2 separate regions of the Mus musculus genome follow, and region 2 is linked to region 1. The links are chromatin contacts, called in public promoter capture Hi-C maps. All regions are on one chromosome and are shown on one strand. The core of a region is the stretch at or near the end of the contact, and the rest is flanking DNA. Distances in the headings are between cores, read along the strand shown. Region 1 overlaps Flt1 (FMS-like tyrosine kinase 1). Region 2 overlaps Gm35541 (a long non-coding RNA gene).

What was found. Capture Hi-C pulls out chosen DNA fragments and counts their contacts.
Region 2: a contact with region 1 is called in a promoter capture Hi-C map of adipose tissue. The contact joins two enhancer-like sites. A contact is called at or near these places in 1 of 484 Hi-C or Micro-C datasets (pre-megakaryocyte-erythroid progenitors), 2 of 115 datasets of contacts at active chromatin or transcription factors (embryonic stem cells and neural progenitor cells) and 1 of 9 other capture datasets (adipose tissue).

What each region holds. Positions count from the first base shown.
Region 1 is chr5:147,648,643-147,655,869 of GRCm38.p6, reverse strand. Flt1 (FMS-like tyrosine kinase 1) reads left to right here. Exons shown (of 30, transcript NM_010228.4): 11 at 659-773. Among named protein-coding and RNA genes, the nearest start is that of Gm35383, 7.4 kb to the left of the region's middle. Within about 2 kb of position 4,484, at least 6 of the 459 cell types and tissues checked have an H3K27ac peak or open chromatin away from gene starts, as enhancers often do. A contact at or near this core is called in adipose tissue, where this site is marked.
Region 2 is chr5:147,744,488-147,751,714 of GRCm38.p6, reverse strand. It overlaps Gm35541 (a long non-coding RNA gene), which reads left to right. Exons shown (of 4, transcript XR_868712.1): 2 at 6,824-6,932; 3 at 7,036-7,227. Among named protein-coding and RNA genes, the nearest start is that of Gm35541, 5.1 kb to the left of the region's middle. Within about 2 kb of position 3,419, at least 75 of the 459 cell types and tissues checked have an H3K27ac peak or open chromatin away from gene starts, as enhancers often do. A contact at or near this core is called in adipose tissue, where this site is marked.

The DNA of each region.
Region 1 (7,227 bases), core at 3,235-5,734:
AAATAAATGTTATTTTCAAGATTAAAAGAGGTCAACACCATTGGCACTCTCCTTTGATAATTGAACACTTGAAGCCTAAGAAGTTAGGGCTTGCTGTGATAGCGCCAAACTTGGAAAGAAACTAATTAAATACAATAAACTATTCCAAGATGTTTGTTTCCATGGGCACTCCCTTAGCCCTGAGTGGGAGGTGGGAGTCTAACTAAATATTTTGACTTAAAGCCACCCTGTAAACATGTGAAATACCATTATTTTCTCAAGGTTTCTATTCATTAATGTAATATACACACACATACCCAGCCCTGTTCACACGTATGCAAGGAAACACACACACACACACACACACACACACTTGAATGTTACTTCCATCAACTGAGAACTAACTGAAATCCAGGCATCAGGTGTCCTAACTTAAGTATTTTCTTTAGTATTTAGATCAGGAAACGTATGTGGCAGCTCACGGTTTGAGTATCTCCCTGCTGGGTAGATAGATACAGTTGAGATTTATAGTTGCTAGGGAGGAAGGGGGTGGCCTTAGGTGAAGAAGGCTCTCATAAAGTCTGTGGTTTTCTCTCTGAGGACGTTTCCTGTCCGTTCCACCTCACTTGCCATCCCTGGCTGTTCTGGGCAGCCTTGCAATAACCTCTCTCTTTTGTAGGTATGACTTCTGCACTGAGAATGAAGAATCCTTTATCCTGGATCCCAGCAGCAACTTAGGAAACAGAATTGAGAGCATCTCTCAGCGCATGACGGTCATAGAAGGAACAAATAAGGTACCGCTTGTATAAAACGAGCCTTGGGGATAGTCTGTAAACAAACTCTCAGCTCCTGGTTCTGGGTTTATGGGACCCAGAAGTGATGCAAATGCTCAGAGTTCAGAGGGGAAGAGAATCTCTGAGGGGTGTCTTCATTGCTCCACTTGCTACATTTCCTGGACTGTATTCTTCAGACTCCTGATGCCACTCTTCTCCTTTCTCTCTCTCTCTCTCTCTCTCTCTCTCTCTATATATATATATATATATATATATATATGTATATGTATATGTATATGTATATGTATATGTATATGTATATAGAGATAGAGATAGAGATAGAGATAGAGATAGAGATAGATAGATAGATAGATAGATAGATAGATAGATAGATAGATAGATAGATAGATCTGTGTTTGTGTGTATGTGCCATATGTGGGCAGTACTCCTAGAGTCCAGAAATGAATGTCAGACTTCCCAGAAGCCAGATGTAGAGGTGGTTCTGAGCTTCCTCTCTCATCCTCCCATGTGGGTCCTGGAAATGAGAACTGAATTTGGGTCCTGTGCGAGAACAATACATGTTCATAACCTCTAAGCTTTCCCTGCAGCCTGGGGAACTCATTCTTCTTGGAAATCAGGCTGGTTGCACATTACTGGCTCCCTATCCCAACTACACATTCAATCTTCTATCAGCATTACAGTCGCATCTTTGGGGTGGAACCTGGAGTCCACACAAGTGCTGGGATTGATCGCATGTACCGCCAAGTGATTCTAGCCTTCAACTGTGCCTGAGTCCTGCTCGCAGACAGGAAGTGGCATCCCAGTAAATAAAAGCTAACCCAAAGCTTCACACCAAATTTCAACATTCCTATCTCAGAAAATATCATATCTGTCCTTCTGTCCCGGCCAGGTGAAGTCTAAGCTAGATGTGTAAACATACACCGTCTATCAAGATTCCCCAAACTAACCAAGTCTAGTGTGTATTTAAGAGCTGGTATCCTGTGAAGCAGAAAGTCCCAGTGGGCTGCAAACCAGGAAGCTTTCCCTCTTTGAGGCAGCGAAGGATTTGCTTAGAAATCAGCTATCATTGGGCATGGGAATAGCAATGCTTAAAAAACCAAATCAAATAGCCTCTAAAACATCCATTTACATTACACATGCTCATCTTGATCTGAAGTAAGGGATTATCTGTATAAATGCCACCATCTGCTCAAGTAGGGATACTTAAAATATCCATTTATTTTGCTGTGTCCTTGAATTCGGGAATGAAAAGCAGATACATTGCTCTCTATGTAGGATTCAGCAACTATAAATAACTTCTACACTCTTCTTTTCTCTTTTTAAAGACTTACTTGTTTTTATTTTATATGGACATGGGTTTTGCCTGCATGTGTGTATATACACCATGTGTGTGCACTGCCTATGGAGGCCAGAAGATGGCGCAGGATCCCCTGAAATTGGTGTTACAGATGCCTATGAGCTGTTATGTAGGTGCTAGGAACCAAATCTGAGTCCCACAAGAACAAGTGCTCTTAACCACCAAGCCACTCTAGCTGCCCCATCTCCCATTTTCTCTTTCCTTCATTCTTCTTTTTTCTTTTTCTTTTTCTTTTTCTTTTTCTTTTTTTCTTTTTCTTTTTCTTTCTCTTTTCCTTTTCCTTTTCCTTTTCCTTTTCCTTTCCTTTTCCTTTTCCTTTTTCTTTTTCTTTTTCTTTTTCTTTTTCTTTTTCTTTTTCTTTTAAGACAGGGTCTGACTATGGCTTGCTGCCCTGAAACATGTTCACAGAGATCCACCTGCTCTGCCTCCTGAGTGCTGGGATTAACTGTATGCACCGCCACGCTAACCCTGCAGTTTTCAGTATCTAAGCCTTTTTGAAGATGCTAATGTCAGCATCCTTTTTTGGCAAGCCAGTGTGGTTGTCCCCATTTTAAACATGGGCAACCTAAGTCACACCACATAAAAGGGAAAAAAAAAATTCAAAGCAAAGTCTCCTGAGTCAAAGCTCAGAACTTTCATGGCCAACTACGCGAGGTACAATATCAACAGTCACTTGCTAGGGACTTAGGAATGGTTTTTATAGACATAGCAGTAGTTGGGATGGTTTGTAGCCTTTGCCCCACTAACACAGTACACAGGAGCTATAAAGTTCCATGTTGTCCAGCCACCAGTGAAAGACTTTAACGAACAAGTTAGGTGAGAAGGAATTCTAGAAACCGGGATGTTTGATTTGGGTAGAAATTGTTCACTAATGCTAGAAAATCACTTAGTACTGCCACACAGTCCTAGCAGACTTCCCAGATGATGTCATTGGTATCCATTCATCTTTTTGCTTCTTCCGGACCATGCAGGCAAATGTCCTATTAATCCTGGGGATTTAAAATGAGAGACTTGATGTTCATGATCAAAGTGGGATTTCTACTTTGTTTTCTTACCACAAAAATGTCCAGTGAGCAATAAAACTGAATGGGGTGAAGCTGGGTGAGATTCCTGATGGGCGTGGCCCCATGTAGTTAACTAACTCCAGAGATAATGTCTGCTGATCAAAACAAAACAAAACAAAACCAAGAGAGCAGAGAAAAACTTGTCTGAAATAAAATTAAAAAAAAAAAAAAGTCTTCACCAATTTTCCATTCAGGCTGGAAATAGATGTATTGTCTTGTGGTCCTGCAGTTAAGCTAAAGATTTCCGATATGAACTTCTGTGCACAGTTGGCATTTGTACCACCTGGCCCACGTTCAGGAGCTGCAGGGTCAAACTCCTCCTTCTCCCAACCAAGGGCAAAGATGTCCACATCTCTTAACTCCTCCAAAGAAATGGCATTAGCGGTGTTTATCCTACCTAACTTCCTGTGGTAAAGAGGAGATAACCTGGAGAGAGGTTCCCCTAGACATAGGACTTTAACAAATTGACAACCACTAAGATTGCAATGGAGTCCTCCAATGGCCACCGTCACATGCAATGAAGGGTGTCTATTCAAGATCATTTGGATTACAAAACTTTTAATTTTCCCCATAAGGGAAGTGAAAATCTATATAGTGTATGGGTCCTTTAAGCAGTTCTAATACCATTATGCTGGATATAAATGGTTGATTTCTTGTTCTGATTTTAGGAGAACTTACTGTGTTTAGTTTTAGCATAAATTAGTATGTTTTTGTGGTTTGGAGAAAAAATTGTCCTTTGTTGAACAGTTAGTTACAAGCATAGTTTTGCTGTTTCTAAATTGCATGCAATGTTCTTCACGATGTAGACGCTTGCTTCTTTGGCGCACTGTGACTCTAGTACATCAAAGTCCTACAATAATGGCTCAGTCACCGGTCAGCCTTGCCAGCAATGCTCCTCTGTGGAGAGGTGTGGGTGGGGACGCTCTCACGCCGGAAGTCATGGCGGCTGGGGGTTCCAGGGGCTTTTCGTTGTTGTTGTCCCTTAGGTCAGTGAAGGGCATAGAGGGAAATGCAATTCCCAAACTCCATTTCCTCCTTGGCCCACCTTTGTGAGATGTGAGCCGTTCTCTGGAGTGGCTAAAAGCAAAAATGTTAAATTTTCATGTTGTTCACACCAGACGCAGGGGGGTCGACGGGACTGAAATGAGAAGCGCACAGAGCCCTGAGCAGACTTTTTGTAAGACTGGGGGGAAGGGGAGGGGAGGGGTGACTGCCTCTCTGCGTTTCGGTAGCGACATTTCCGTGAACTTGTTTGAGGGTACAGGAGGAAATATGTAAATTGCCTGAGACAATCCCATGACGTGTATGATCGTCCTAATTACGGAACTACGGCTTGTGGTCCAGTTCCCACACTGCCCCTGGCTCCCCCTAATTCTCACCTTCTGTTTTCCCATCACGTGGTTGTTGTGTGTCAGCTCTTCCTTGGCCTTTATACACCTACTTCTATTTCTCCCTGAAAGACTTAGAAGAAAGCAGTGTTAGAAACATCCCAAGATTAAAATCTCTATTCCATAAATAGGTTAAAAAAAAAAAAAAAAGCGTGTTCCCGGAAATTAAGCGGAATGACATATTACCTCCATTCAGTCTATTCCACGAGGCTGAAGACAGGACTTACTAAGGCTTAGCAAATGGAAGGAAAGGAAAATTAAGAAATCCAAGCTTACAGTAGCTAATGACAGGTTTTTGGTTGGTTGTTTTTGTTTGCTTGCTTGTTTTATTTTATTTTGTTTCTGGGATTGGGGGCTTTTTGTGTTTCAAGACAGGGTTTCTCTATTTAGCCCGGGCTGTCCTGAAACTCACTCTGTAGACCAGGCTGGTCTCGAATTCAGAGATCTGCCTGCTTTTGCCTCCCAAGTGCTGGGATCAAAGGCGTGCACCACCATGTCTGGCTTCTGGTGACAGTCTTGATGAACATCTGGGGACATATCAAAGGACCCCGTGACAAGCACAGAACCTTTAAGAATGCAGAGTTAGACTGGACCAAAAACCTCACCTTTTATCTTTTTTGATGTTGCAATTGGCTGTGTTCATCCTCTGTAGAAGGGCACTGTGGATTTTAAGTGGGAGTGAGGTTGTCTTTCCTTCTCCTATGACTGGTTGACTATGAGTGTCCTAATGGTAGTTTACCTTAATGCTTCTGCCTTCGTCACTGGCCCTCGATTTGCTTCATTTGTGGAAAATGCAAACTGATTATAGAATTAATGCAAGCAGACCATCTTGAGACATCCCTTCAAGTGTGTCCTATAAAATAAACAATTACAACTCCAAGTATCTGTTACAGCTCAAATCTTTGGCAGTTTCTCTTCTAAAACATAACAGGGACAATTTGGTATTCTGTTTGACCTTTTTCATTCTCCTCTTTGTTGTGGACATCAAGGATCAGAATGGTCCCTTTAAGACAAGCAGCTCATGCATCCTTATTGACTGCCCCATGAGAAGATGCCTTCCAATACAACCAAAGGATGCAGAGCACAGCCTTGCTTAAGCTCCTGTCTCTGACCTGACCTGTCTTATGCTTGTCAAATACCCGCCATGGATTTTTGTCTTGTTTTTGAGACAGGGTCTCACTATGTAGCCTTGGCTGGACCTCTTCAATATGTAGACCAGGCTGGCCTCCAACACACAGAGCTCTTCTGCCTCCTGTCACTGGGACTAAAGGCATATACCACTATACACAACCTATATCTTTGATGTTATATGAAAAGATACTTAATTTTATAACCTTAAAACATATTCCCTAGATAAAGAATATACCAGAGTGAAATAATTTTTAGGAAAGTTGATCATAATAAGTTCTATGTTTCACCCTGTGTTTAAAAATGTTTTTCTTTAATTAGAATCTTTTCATTCATCGATCATACTTCCAAATCACATCACTTAAAGAAAGAAAGAAAGAAAGAAAGAAAGAAAGAAAGAAAAGAAAAGAAAGAGAAAGAGGAAAAGAAAAAGAAAAAGAAAAAGAAAAAGGAAAAGAAGGGTGGTGGTTTACACCTTTAATCCCAGCACTCAGGAGTTCGAGGCCAGCCTGGTCTATAAAGTCCACGACAGCCAGGGCTGTCACACAGAGAAATCCTGTCTTGAAAAAAATAGAAAAGTTTTCAGTTTGTGTGAAATTCTATCCCAGAAGGAAAATAGTGTTCAGTTTATGCTGCTGATTAAAGGAGCTACCTTCAAGGAAAACCCCATTCAAATGGTAGACAGGCCTGTGTCAATAGGTTTTGCTACCCAGTGTGAAGCACTTGGGTGGGGAAGCAATCAAAGGCTGAGAGTGTGAGCTCTCAAGTTCTACACACCAGTACAGATGCTCTTCCCAGGCATGTCTGTGGTCTCTGGAGTCCTGGGGTTCATCCCTTAACCCCTAGAAACCTTAGTCACCTTATTTGTTTAATGCCCCCATCTCACGGGGCTAAGATAATGCTGTCCATGTTACCATCAAGGACAGCATGAAGGTCCCACCACAAAGAAATAATAAACACCCCACTTACATAATTTCTACACTAACAGAAACCATGGTGAGTTCAATTCTGGAGGATGCCCGTCTGTGCATACGTGTCTAATATTGGAAGGCATTATTCAGGCAAAGAAAAATGTACTTGAATTATATCTCTTTCTTCATAATTCATTGTATGGCATGGATTCATATCACCTCCAGGCATCTCAGCTTTAGTCTCAGATTACATGAAAAGTCTGACATGGCTCAGCAAGACCAAAGCTGCTGCAACCATTTCAGACAGTGTGGGCAAGTCTAATTTACTGACTGACTTTATGTGCATGATTGCTTTGCACGTATGTATATCTGCGCACCATGTGCTTGCCCAGTGTCCATGGAGATCAGAAGAGGGTGTCAGATCTCCTGAGGCTACAGTGACTGTAGCTGAAGTTACAGGGCATTATGAGCAACCACGTGGGTACTAAGAATCAAACCCTGATCCTCTGCAAGAACATATGCCTTTACCACTGTGTCCTCTCTCCAGCCCACTATGTGCAGGACTCAAACAGGGCAAATGTACATATGTAGTCTGGCTTCTCCTTG
Region 2 (7,227 bases), core at 2,170-4,669, 97 kb before region 1:
AGAAGCGAGCTCAGCGGGAGGGGTTCCCCACGGCCCGGAGATCCCCCCCTCCACACACACACCTCTGGGTATGGCTGGCTGCGCCAAGCCATAGGAAGAACTGCCTAGGTGGTCTCTAGTTTTACTAACTAAATCGCTGGTTAGCATTCCCTAGTACCTGGACTGGAACTGCTTAGCTTGAGGGAGGCCCTGCAGGGACGGAGGAAAGGGGGTGCGTGTGGTGAGGCGAAACGTGTACAACGCCTAATACCAACTTGGAAAAAAAAAAACAAAAACAAAAAACCCTGCCTCCTATCTCACTTAGGAATTCTATTTTGACATTCGTTCCACCCTGGCCTCAATTAAATAGTAGTTCTGGTTTCTTAGAATAGTACTTAGATAGGAAAATCGGGGGTTGGGGGTGGGGAGAGGAGGGGAGGCTGGCACACAGTAGGTGATCTATCACTTAAAAGTTACATGAGGGGGCTGGAGAGATGGCTCAGCGGTTAAGAGCACTGGCTGTTCTTCCAGAGGTCCTGAGTTCAATTCCCAGCAACCACATGGTGGCTCACAACCATCTGTAATGGGATCCGATGCCCTCTTCTGGTGTGTATGAAGATAGCTACAGTGTACTCATCATATAATAAATAAATCTTAAAAAAAAGAGAGAGAGAGAGTCACACGAATTGCACGAACACTCTGGCCTGTCCTGGCTACCCTGCCCCCTCCCCATCCTCGCCACTATCTTGCTTGTTCACAGTTACTGGTGACTACACACTGACACCCAAATGTTGAACCTACACAGAACGTTTGTGTATTTATGATATTCATGCTTCTTAAAATGCACTTCATATGCACATCTTCCTTCTATGCTAAGCCTCGGTGTTTAAAAAAAAAATGTCTGTAACTTCCTGGCTGCCCTCCTTGAGAGAGGTCCAGAGAGGGGAGGGGGATATTTGAAATTTATTACAACTCCCTTCTCATTAATCTGCTACAAACTGCAAACATTTGCACAGGAAAGTCAGAAGACAGTTTGTGGGAGTGGCGTCTTGCCTGCTAGCCCCTTTCATAGCTAAAGCTGCTCACCTTTTCTCTTTCTTTTTTAAAGATTTATTTTTTTTACTACATGTCAGTACACTGTAGCTGTCTTCAGACATCTCAGAAGAGGAGGTCAGATCTTATTATGGATGGTTGTGAGCCACCATGTGGCTTCTGGGATTTGAACTCAAGACCTTCAGAAGAGCAAGCAGCCGGTGCTCTTAACCACTGAGCCATCTCTCCGGCTCACTCTTCTTTCTTTATATTTCTTTCTTTATTGACAAATGTGGAAAATGAAAGTTTATGTCTCGCACTTGCTAGGCAATTGCTGTGCTGCTGAGCGACTTGCCTAGCCCATCCCTTAAGGTTAGAGCCTCTCACCATGCCTAAAGGATCCTAAGACCAAAGTGGAGAAGGCCAGGGAGAGGAGGGGGGTGGGGCTTGAGGCCTTTTCTAGCTAACTGAGTTATTAACCCTTCATTGACAGAATAGATCTGATGCTGGCAGCAGCTTCTAAGCCTCAAGTTCAAACCTCCACTTTTTCCTGACTACACAGAGTCTGAGCCTCTCTCTCTTCCCCCAGCTGCGAGGGTCAGTAGTCTGTAAAACAATACAGCAATGTTTAAATCCTCCCGGGGAAGCACTTAAAGGTGCCCTCCCGCCACCCTTTGTAACAACTGAATTGCTCTCTAATTGCTTTGTTTTCGGTGTCCCTCCCACCTTGTAAGTTTTCTTTTGGAGCCTAGTGGGGCCAGACGTGAAAACCCGAGCTGTTGTCTGCTTCTTGAATGAATGTATGGATGAATTAATGATTGTTTCTCACCGTTTTTATACGCCTGGGGAAAAGAAGTTGGTCTGTAGGGATGCACTTGGAAAACTTTTCATAGCAACAAAGGTTTGCCTCCTCCCTACGGGAACCAGAGCAGCACGAGGCTTAGGGTAACAGAGTGGGCAGAAGTCTTTGGTGCAGCGTTCACCTTCTTTGAAGAATCCCTTCTCTTTGAAAAGTGCCCCCACCCCAGCACTTTAGAAAAATCCCTGCAAGGGGGGGGGGCAACATTTAGGATGTAAATAACTAAAATATATTAATTTTAAGAAAAAGAAAAATCCCTTGCTACCCCTAAGAATTAAGAGTCATACTGGCTTTTAGACATAGTGTGCCATTCTGCACCCAACCTGTTGAAGCATTTATGACTATTTAGTTTGTTTTAAGTATTTTTTATATGTATGAGTGTTTTCCTGATGTGTGTCAATGTACCACATGTGTGCCTGGTGCCCTGGAACTGGAGTTACAGACAGTTCAGAGATGCCATGTGGATGCTGGGAACTGAACCTGGGTCTTCTGCAAGAACAGCAAGCTCTTTTAACTGTGGAGCCATCTCTCCGGCTCCTCAATTATTTATATAACCCAACAAGAAAATGATCCTTAAAGGAACACCTTGTATGTAGGGTCTGATGGAGATAAACATGAGTAAACTGGCAACAAGGCAAAAAAATAAAATAAAATAAAATTCCAAAGGTCAAAGGTCATCCATTCAGCCCATTAATTGAAACTCAGAGCGCCAATGACGTTCTGTGGTGTGTAAGGCGGGTGGAGAAGCGGCAGCTACTGCAGGTGTCTTCTAGTTCAGGTCCCGATGCTCAGCAGAGGTTTGCAAATATCTGCCCTAGACAAATGATTATCGCACAGAGCAGGTTGCTCCCCCAAGCCTATAGAGTGAGCACTCCCCCCCCCCCTCCTCAACCCTTAACTGTTTGCCCTGAACTAGGTGTGAATTAACAGGAAAAGGAACCTTAGAAAAGACCCGGGAAGAGCTAGGCATGAACAGGGGAAGGTTCGAATCCACCATGGTTCTTCATCTGGACCTGGTAGCCCCAACTCCCAAGTCTCCACCTGTTCCTACTCCCTGCGAGCATCTCTGCTTCCCATGATAGCTGTTTGCAGGCTGCTTCCCGCAGTCTTCTTGCTCACAAAAGCATTAACCAGGATTTCAATAGAGTGAGCCAGGGGCTCCGTGTTTTCCTGGGGCATCAGTGAAAACTTTCAGCTTGTGTCGTTCCCCGCAGCAGACTGGATGCTGAGCGGCTGAATGGCACTTTGCCTTTTAGTGCCTGCTTGGCTCACTTAGGTGAATTATTGGTCAATTATTTTCTTCTTGCCCCCTTGCAACCATCAGCAAAGCTGTTCCTTGCCTCCAGTCAGAAGTAAGTGTAATGAACTAGGCCACTTAACTCCAAGACTTGACGACAAAATGTCCCGTGGACCTTGGGGTCTTCCGGGCTCTGCTCGCCGCCCCTCCCCCACTCTGTTCCCGATTTGGATCCAGCTGACTCCCTGCCTCCAGCCTGCCTCCTAGGACGGTCGCCAGGTCTGTTCTGTTTCTGGGGCTGGGTTGCCAGCTTAGTCAGACACCTCTTGCTTAATAGTTTCTTATGAAATCTGTCCACCCAAATTCTCACTGTTCTGTTCTGCCCACGTTGTCACAAATCCTTCAGCTCAGGTTCCTGTTCTCATTGTTGATGAGTTTCCAGGGCTTGCGCCAATGATTGCGGTCTCCTGTGGACGCCTCTGCAGCCCGAGCATCCTCAATAGGGGCTTCCCCCAGCCACGGCCACGACTCTGCTCAGTTGCTGGGGCTTTCTTCTTCAGTTGAAGCTTACGCTCAGCGCTCAAACCTTTGCAAAAGGAGATAAGTCTACGTGAAAATAAAATGGAAGGATCGTATTTATTATGAATGTCTTAAAAAATATTGACATGAGTCACAGGACACAAAATGTGAGATGGCCTTGCAGGTTCACATAGCTTGGTTTTATTCTATGGGCCCTGTTCACAATTTAACTGACGCGTTTGAACCCGGTGAGCACATTCGATTGAAATATTTAATTGATTTATTTTTATTTCTTTACTTTTGCAGTTATGGAGACCAAATCCAGGGCTGTGTGCATGCTAGCCGGGCAAGCACTCTCCCACTAAGCTATCCATCTTGGATTTTTATTTGATTTTTAAAATTGTGTTTCTTATCACTGTGTCATCATACACAAGAGGAAGCCAGAGGACAGCTTTGTGGGGTCGGTTCTCTCTTTTAAGAACTAAGTTCCTGGGGCAGGAGAAATGTCTCAATGGTTAAGAGCACTGGCTGCTCTTCCAGAGGTCCTGAGTTCAATTCCCAGCAACTACATGGTGGCTCACAACCATATGTAATGGGATCTAATGCCCTCTTCTGACATGCAGACAGAGTGCTCATATGCATAAAATAAATAAATAAATCTGGAAAAACAAAACAAAACAAAAACCTAAGCCCCTCAGGCTTTATCTGCTGGCCCATCTTACCAGCCCCATTTAAATGCCCAAATTCTTCCACAAAACCTGGTAAGTCCAAGAGGATACTTTATCTATAAGCAAATAAATTATGCATATAAAACATGAGACTGTAGGTTTTTGGTTTGAAGTCCTGCTTTTTGTTTTGTTTTTGAAAGAATATGTGTGTGTGTGTATATATATATATGTACTCTATTCAGACACACCAGAAGAGGGCATCGGGTCCCATTACAGATGGTTGTGAGCCACCATGTGGTTGCTGGGAATTGAACTCAGGACCTCTGGAAGAGCAGCCAATGCTCTTAACCACTGAGCCATCTTTCCAGCCTTGAGCTTCTGCTTTTTAAGGCAGATTTGTAATATCTTGGTATATAAGCAAGGCTGCCCTAGAACTAGCAGTTCTTCCTCCTGCCTCAGTCTCTAGTGTGTACCTCATGGTCCCTGGCTCCAGATGAAATTGTTAACACAGGGACTCTTTCATGAAGTCTGTACTCAAAAGGTTTAAATCTGGGACTGACAAGATGGTTCCGTGGAAAACGATACCCAAGCCACACACAGCTGGAGACCTGAGTTCAATCCCCGGAAACCATAAATGTAGGAGAAAAACCAACTCCACAAAGTTGTCCTCTGACCTCCGCACATGCACTGTGACAGACATAAGGATAATCATAAATGTAAATAAATAAAATAAGACCTTATACCCGAATGTTAGAAAGCAATACAGTGACCTGTTGGCAATACTTAATATAATATATTTTCATTTCTTTCTCTCTCTCTCTTTTTAAAATTCTCTGTCTATGAGTCTGGGTATGTACTTGTGAGTTCAGTGCCTAGGGAGGTCAGAGTTATAGGTGGGTATGAACCATCCACCCCCGGGAACTGGTAACTTACCTCAGATTTGCTGCCAGAGCACCGTGTGCTCCTAACCACTAAACCGCCTCTCCAGCACCGTGAATTTTCATTTCTAAAAGGTTCTACATGGTGTCTTAGAATCCGAAAGCCATTTGAAACTTGATTTAGCTACGATTTAGTTGAGTGAAAGATTAAGACCACACATACATAGGATGCTGGGAATGTGGCTGGAGTGTTTGCCCTACTGGGTTTTATCCCCAGCACCCAGGAAGCTGAGGCCGGAGGATTGCATGTTTGAGGCCAGTGTGAGTTTTACAATTAGGCCGTAGCTCCACAGGGATCTTCATCATCAACCTCCCGCACTGCCCTATGCATACGCTCAAGTTGGACATACCTTTCCAACTTCCCCCAAACCTTTCTGTTTTCCTCTCCGCACCCTCCTCTCCCACAGCCTCTTCCCGTAACTAAGTCTTGGCCCATAATAACAGAAGACTTCCGTTGACCTGCAGAGATGGAGCCTCTTCTCACTGACACAAATCATGCTGGGGATTTAGCTCAGTGAACGAACATTTGTTTAGGATGTGGGAGGCTGTGGGCTCAATCACCAGCCCAGCGAACAAACATAAAACCACCTTTCTTCTCCCTGTCTCTGTCTCCCGTCTCTGTTCCCCTCCCATCTGAGTCACTGTCCACTGGGTAGCTAAAACAACAACCCTTCATTCCTCACAGTTCTGCAAGCTACAGGTTTGGGGTCAGGGTGCAGGCATAGTTTGGTTTGGGTAAGGGCATCCATTCTGGCTTCTTCTGACATCACTAGTCTTGTTGATTGAGGCTTTACCCTCATGACCTGATCACCTTCTACATGCTTGATTTATAAATTAGGTCTCACTCAGATCAGTTCTAGGCTGTGCATTTGGGGGGTCACACACTCCATGGCACCTCCCAAGGGTGAAAGAGCACCCGTAAGCCTCTGCGCTCTCATATGTGAGGAGCGGGTGTGGCAGCAGTCCCAAGATGGCGCCCGGGACTGTAGCCAAGTCTCATGACTTGTACCTGACTTCCTCATATACTCCGATTAAGCCACGTCCACTGGGTGAACTGCGCAGGTGCACCATGATGCACGATCGGACCATATGACGAGTGATGATTCTGGCCAATGGGCTGCTGTTACGTGGACTGGGCTGATGGGGCGTGGTTGAGGGGTTATATAAGGGATTGCGATTGGGGGCAGGGAGATTCCTGAGAGAGAGAGAGAGAGAGAGAGAGAGAGAGAGAGATTCCTGCATGCATATTGAAAGGTTCCTGAATAAACTGCTTTGAGAAGAACGCTGTGTCTTCGCTCTTTTCTGCTGGTCGGAATCGGAGGCGACCTCATATGGTTGTTTTCTTACCGATAAAGAAGATGTTTACACCTTGGCCACTGTCCCAGCTGGCTCTCTGCCTCTGTGAAAAACACCATACCCAAAAGCAGCTTTGGGAGGAAAGGGTTTGTTTGGTTTTTCATTTCTACATTCTAGTTCATCGTCAAAGGAAGTTAGTAGTCAGGGCAGGGACTGAAGTGAGGAACTGGGAGGCAGGAATGAAATCAGAGAGCAGGAAGGAATGCCTGCTTACACAGCCTGTTTTCTCATACAGGCAACCCAGGAGAACAGTTGGAATTTTTTCTCCAGTTCAAGTATATACACAGGCTGTATGAATGGCATCTTCTGACAAGAACCTATGAATTATACCATTCCTTCCCCAGGTTTGTTTGTTTGTTTTTTGCTTGTTTGTTCATTTTAGATCGACTCTTACTATGTAGCTCAGGCTAGCCTCACTTTTATAATTCTCTTGCCTCATCCTACCAGATACAGGATTACAGGGTGCACCACCCTGCCTGGCTCTCTGGCACCTTAAACAGCAAATCTCCCCTAATTGTTTTGGGCTGAAGTTGGCGTGCAAGAACCACTCAGAGCTATTGTGGCAGTTCCGAGTATAAGGGATTGGCCTGGTGCTGCTTGTATTCAGATGCTAAATTCTGTACCCCGAGGTCTGGTTGC